Linked DNA regions of Bombyx mori: region 1 is linked to region 2. Evidence: chromatin contacts called from public Hi-C data. All regions are on one chromosome and are shown on one strand. Each heading gives the region's core, a stretch centred on a gene start, on an enhancer-like site or on the middle of the called end of the contact. The rest is flanking DNA. Distances are from core to core; before and after follow the strand shown. Region 1 overlaps LOC101738757 (solute carrier family 12 member 6). Region 2 overlaps LOC101738757 (solute carrier family 12 member 6).

Region 1 (2,804 bases), core at 217-2,716, 35 kb before region 2:
TCTAACATCAGCTTAAAACTGAATTCTATGCGGCCTTGGTAACAGTAGATACAATTATATGACTTCTTTAGAAGGTACCGCTAATAGTATTTTATTATTTTATTGTTATTTGCTCGTGGTTCCCGGGTTTTTTGCATTAAGTAATATGAAGTCGATATTGCAATAAAATTGTGCTATATAAATGGCGGTGTCGTTGTGCAAATTGATACTGGCTATCGGTCTGAGGGTCTAATTTCAATTTATTTAATTTTTTTATTGCTTTGATGTGAATGTGGACATCTACAACGTAAATGCCGCCGTGGTTTGAAGTCGTCGTGGCCTAAAGGATAAGACGTCCGGTGCATTCGTATCTAACAATGCAACGGTGTTCGAATCCCGCAGGCGGGTACCAAATTTTTCTAATGAAATACGTATTTAACAAATGTTCACGATTGATTTCCACGGTGAAGGAATAACATCGTGTAATAACAATCAAACCCGCAAAATTATAATTTGCGTAATTACTGGTGGTAGGACCTCTTGTGAGTCCGCACGTGTAGGTACCACCACCCTGACTGTTTTTGCCGTGAAACAGTTAATGCGTTTCGGTTTGAAGGGCGGGGCAGCCGTTGTAACTATACTGAGACCTCAGAACTTATATCTCAAGGTGGGTGGCGCATTTACGTTGTAGATATCTATGGGCTCCAGTAAAAAAACAAAAAGAAACTACAGTAAGTAATGCTCTCATTGGTATATATTATTATGAATTACACTGCTATTGCAGGCCTTCTTAGCTATGACGGTAGTGGTAGGTACCTAGGGCCTAATCGTATACCACTGTTGCGCATTTTCTATGAAAAGTCGATTCGTATTTCGCAACATCCATGACAAAATATGGGCGTGATGGGGTGATTACAATATTGGGTTAATTGCGATCCTTTTGATATTTAAAACGTCTTAAACTAGCCTAACGATATCGAAAACCATCAAAATTAAATAAAAATCGTGGCGGCCGGGAAAACAAGACACACAAAGTATTTTGATTTACACAATTAAAATATTCTAATTTGTTTTATCGTAAAAAATGCAAATAACCTGTCTATATGACATTAACGGTGGACTCTAACCTAAAAACAATAAAACGACAGTTTTTATGAGTCTATATGTATCAACCCGCTGAGTCTCTTGTCGGATCTTCTCCGAGAGTCGCGATTTCGATCTAGTAGTCTACGAAAAAAAAAAAAAACAAAAAAAACCTCACACTACACAACCGAACGCTAAACTACAATTTAAAGACTTCTCTACAAAATTTATATTGCGAAAGCATTCGGAATAGTTAATCTGAGTTCATCGTTTTTTTTTTCACACGTTGCCCAGTCAAAATCCCGCGCAATAAACATTAGAGAGCACAGGTAAAATGTAAGAGGCCAGTGTGACGCCTCACTTCACCCCACTTTAGCGGTGGCTAATCCAGTAATTGGATTGCCCGACAGCGTTAGGGGCCGGACACATCTGCCCGTATATTACGTGATAAACAATCGCTGCGATTGAATGCCTATTAATGCGCGTCACTTGTATGGTATGATAGCTTATCTTTATAATATTATTGATGAGCGCAGTAGGTGACGCTATATTGCACTAATTTAATATAATAGAAGCAATGCTCTGGTTCAGCAGAAAATACAAATCAAGAGGAAATGAAAGGATACCTTAGAACTTATATCTCGAGGTGGGTGGCGCATTTAAGTTGTAGATGTCTATGGGCTCCAATAACCACTTAACACCAGGTGGGCTGTGAGCTCGTCCATCCACCTAAGCAATAAAAAAAAAAAAACCTACCTACGGTTTTTTTCTTCAGACAGGGTACCGATCCTCATACGAGGGTCCGTGTCTAAGGGGCACGCGAACCCAAGGATATTTTTAGGGTCCTACTTACTAAACGACTCTACACTCTACAGTCTACACTCTCTCACCCGACATCCGATCTCCACAATTTTGAGACTTTGATCTCAAATCTCAAGATGATATAGTTTTTTCGTGCTCAGCTAGTAGAAGCCCAGCGTCTTATGCTCAGAATTTGTATGTATCAGTACCATACAGTGGGACCTACCATGCATTATATATTAGCGACCAAAAAAATAACCGGTTGTGCCCCAATTTACTTACTTAAATTTTGCATTAATGTTAGGGAATGTGAGTAAAAGATAGTTTATTTTAAGTTATAGACCTCGAATCTATTGGCTTTGACCATTACAGTTAAACTGGCAGAACTGTGTCTTACATTCTTTAATGGCTAATACAGACAAATGAGAATACAGCCCGTTTGATGGTCTGATGGACAATACTACAATAGATAACTTTAAAATATTTAAAAAGGCGTTTTTTCTGTGGTTTGATCAGCAAAGAAGTGATTTGGAGTCAAACTAAACCTAAATGTCATCAAGTGTTCGAGCTTCATAGAAAAAGTACGATAAAATTCTTTGTTCGTAATGCTTCAAAAGACACCGACTTTAAAATTGGAGCACTCTTATTAAGTTCGGTGATATCGGTTACAGATATAAGTTCAGTTTAAGACACGAAGTCATTCAAATATAATATGTACATTTATTTTTATTTGTTCCAATTATAACGCAGCTGGGACTGTGCGATGAATTGAGCAATACTAAAAGAAAACAATTTAGTAGTACATACTATTGTAAGCACAGAAAATATAATCAATATTTCTAGAATATCTTATGAAATTCGATTGAAGGGCATTATGGAGCGAACTGGAGAAATGTTTTTCTCTCTAAAGTATCGAAAAAATTCAACCAAAGACCTCTTTA
Region 2 (2,945 bases), core at 24-2,523:
ATGCTTAGTGCGAGTTTTTTAACGTTCTAGAATAGCGCCCTTATCGGCAAAAGTTCCAACTCCTTACAAATATGAATATTAACTTTTACGCTATCGAGAACGTTAAAAAACTCGCACTAAGCACAATGGTCGAATTTGATATTTTATTTATTTATTTTTATTGCTTAAATGTGTGGACGAGCTCACAGCCCACCTGGTGTTAAGTGGTTACTGGAGGCTATACAATTTACATCTACAACGTAAATTCGCCACCCACCTTGAGTTATAAGTTTTAAGGTCTCAGTATAGTTATAACGGCTGCCCCACCCTTCAAACCGAAACGCATTACTGCTTCACGGCAGAAACAGGCGGGGCGGTGATACCTACCCGTGCGGACTCACAAGAGGTCCTACCACCAGTTAAAATCTAACTAGGGCCGCTTTGAGTACTGGTTTCAATGCTTCGAAGTAACGACCGTCCAACTTTAATTAAACAAATTTACCGCCATTTGGAACAGATTCCTATTTCTGTTCCCGATGTTATTGGCATAAATTATATTGAGAATTTTCTATTCAATACATTGTGTATCGAATGTGTTCATTTAAACTTTTTGAAATTTAACTTGTGTCTCGTTTCACATTTTTCTCTTTACGAATTTCCCGACCAAGTTTGATGAACGATTTTAGCATTTAGATATGAAATACGATCAACATTTGATTACAACATCCACATTCTCCATATAGATTTTAGAATTAAGATTAAAAACTACCATTACCTTTGGCTTATTATGAACTACGAGCTTAATTCAACAAATCTACCATATAGTAGCAGCAACAAAAAGAGTATTTAGACTATCTGGCCGAAAGCTGTCGCTGGCTATTTGCCAATGCACCATAAAGCTCAAATATTTACAAACTCTGCCAAACAAGATGTTATCAGCTTGATAGCGCCATAGGTAATTTTTATAATTAAATCGTACTCAAGTTCTACTTTAGTGAGCAATCATCCCGTGTGGGGCCGGTCCCTAGTCGTGGGGGTAGCGAAGCTGCTGCAACGGCCGCAACGCACCATCGCGGTCAGGGTCATCCGCGGCTATCGCACCATCTTCTTCGAGGCGGCGTGTGTATTGGCTGGGACGCCACCTTGGGTCCTGGAGGCGGACCCGCTGTCTGCTGACTATCAGTGGCGGGCTGACCTTCATGCCCGGGGCGTGGCACGTCCCAGCCCCAGTGTGATCAGAGCGCGGAGGGCCCGATCTCGGCGGTCCTTGCTGGAGTCATGGTCCAGGCGGCTGGCCGATCCCTCGGCTGGTCGTAGGACCGTCGAGGCGATTCGCCCGGTTCTTGTGAATTGGGTGAATCGTGCCAGAGGACATCTCACTTTCCGGCTCAATCAGGTGCTCACTGGGCACGGTTGCTTCGGTGAGTTCCTGTACCGGATCGGAGCCGAGCCGACGGCAGAGTGCCACCATTGTGGTTGTGACTTGGACACGGCGGAGCACACGCTTGTCGCCTGCCCCGAATGGGAGGGGTGGTGCCGTGTCCTCGTCGCAAAAATACGAAACGACTTGTCGTTGCCGAGTGTTGTGGTATCGATGCTCGGTGACGACGAGTCGTGGAAGGCGATGATCGACTTCTGCGAGTGCACCATCTTGCAGAAGGAGGCGGCGGGGTGCGTGAGAGACGCACAGGCCCGCCGCCTTCGAGCGGGGGCCAGGGAGGCGGATTTCGCCCAAGCCCTGGCCCTCTAAGTGTTTCGGGTCTCCCTCACATGTCGGCCTGGGGACCGGCGAAGGGGTCCTAAGAAGACGACGTGCAAGCTGCTCTGCATGCGTCTTACGTAAGAGCATCCGGGTGATGGAAGGCCGGCTATCCTCAACTCACGCTGGTTCTGACCCAGCGGGGTATTCCGTAGGATAGACCATTCTAACCGGCACCATCTAGGGGGTATGGGCTTCGGATAGCCTGCCGACCGAGAGGGCTGGTGGTCATGGCGCCGACGACCGCCGGTTGGCGTCCCGAGGGGGAGGGTGATGGGAGAGATGTGCTCCGCACTAAATGCTTCACTTTCCTCCATTTGCCTTTTCATGAGTTCTGTCTCATGCGAGGTTTGGATGCTGGTTGTTGAGCGACAGGAGGTTTTAGTCGGTTCAACTCCGACATGCCCCGCCCTCCATCCCCAGTCGAGGGCGGAAGTCCGGTGATTTCCTCCTGGCAAAAAAAAAGTGAGCAATCATCCGCGTGGACTATTTACTTTGGGATAACGCTTAATTTTACTCGCGATTTCATTTACGCAGATGGTCAAACTGCGATATCTTCTAAGATACTCATAGGTATCTAATGATGTGAAGGGCAAATTTCTTTTAATTGAAATACTTGTAATGAATAATATATTTATTTGGATAAGGATTAATATCATCTATATAAAAACACCTTCACAAATAATGTTTTATTTAAAACAAATTTGGTTAGCTTAAAAAAGTTATCGTCAGCCAACCTTAAAATATAGACAAATGCTGTCATGGACTGTTTTTCAGAACTTTTAAACGGGAATAGTTCTTTCATACATTATTTTAGCGAAACTATAACCATTTCCGCATCGCACGCAGCGGAAACTCTCAAAAGGGAAAAAACCCTGATTTTGAAACATTATTTATTAGTGCTCCACTAGTAATGGCCTTAGCGGGACAATTTATAGCCTATAGCCTTCCTCAATAAATGGGCTATCTAACACTAAAATAACTTTTCAAATCGGACCAGTAGTTCCTAAGATTAGAGTGTTCAACCAAATAAACAAACTCTTTAGCTTTATAATATTAGTAGTATAGATGAGTTTTGTTTTTTTGTTTTTCTTTAAGCTTTATATGTTTTTGTGGGTCACCTAATGTAAGAACGCTAAGTGAATGCTGCTACTCATTCTCAGGGACATCAGTTATACGCCTTTTACGTCACTTTTGAGCTATTGGT

The links. A called contact is a pair of places that touch in the nucleus more often than the background predicts.
Region 1: a Hi-C map of middle silk gland shows a contact between it and region 2, with 1.5 times the contacts expected there. The contact joins two enhancer-like sites. A contact is called at or near these places in 2 of 7 Hi-C or Micro-C datasets (middle silk gland and whole pupa).

The regions. Positions count from the first base shown.
Region 1 is chr5:14,572,358-14,575,161 of ASM3026992v2, reverse strand. The region is part of intron 2 of LOC101738757 (solute carrier family 12 member 6); the gene reads left to right. Among protein-coding and RNA genes, the nearest start is that of LOC101744237, 28 kb to the right of the region's middle. Within about 2 kb of position 1,466, at least 5 of the 8 cell types and tissues checked have open chromatin away from gene starts, as enhancers often do.
Region 2 is chr5:14,536,964-14,539,908 of ASM3026992v2, reverse strand. All of the region lies in intron 2 of LOC101738757 (solute carrier family 12 member 6), which reads left to right. Among protein-coding and RNA genes, the nearest start is that of LOC101744237, 7.7 kb to the left of the region's middle. Within about 2 kb of position 1,273, at least 1 of the 8 cell types and tissues checked has open chromatin away from gene starts, as enhancers often do.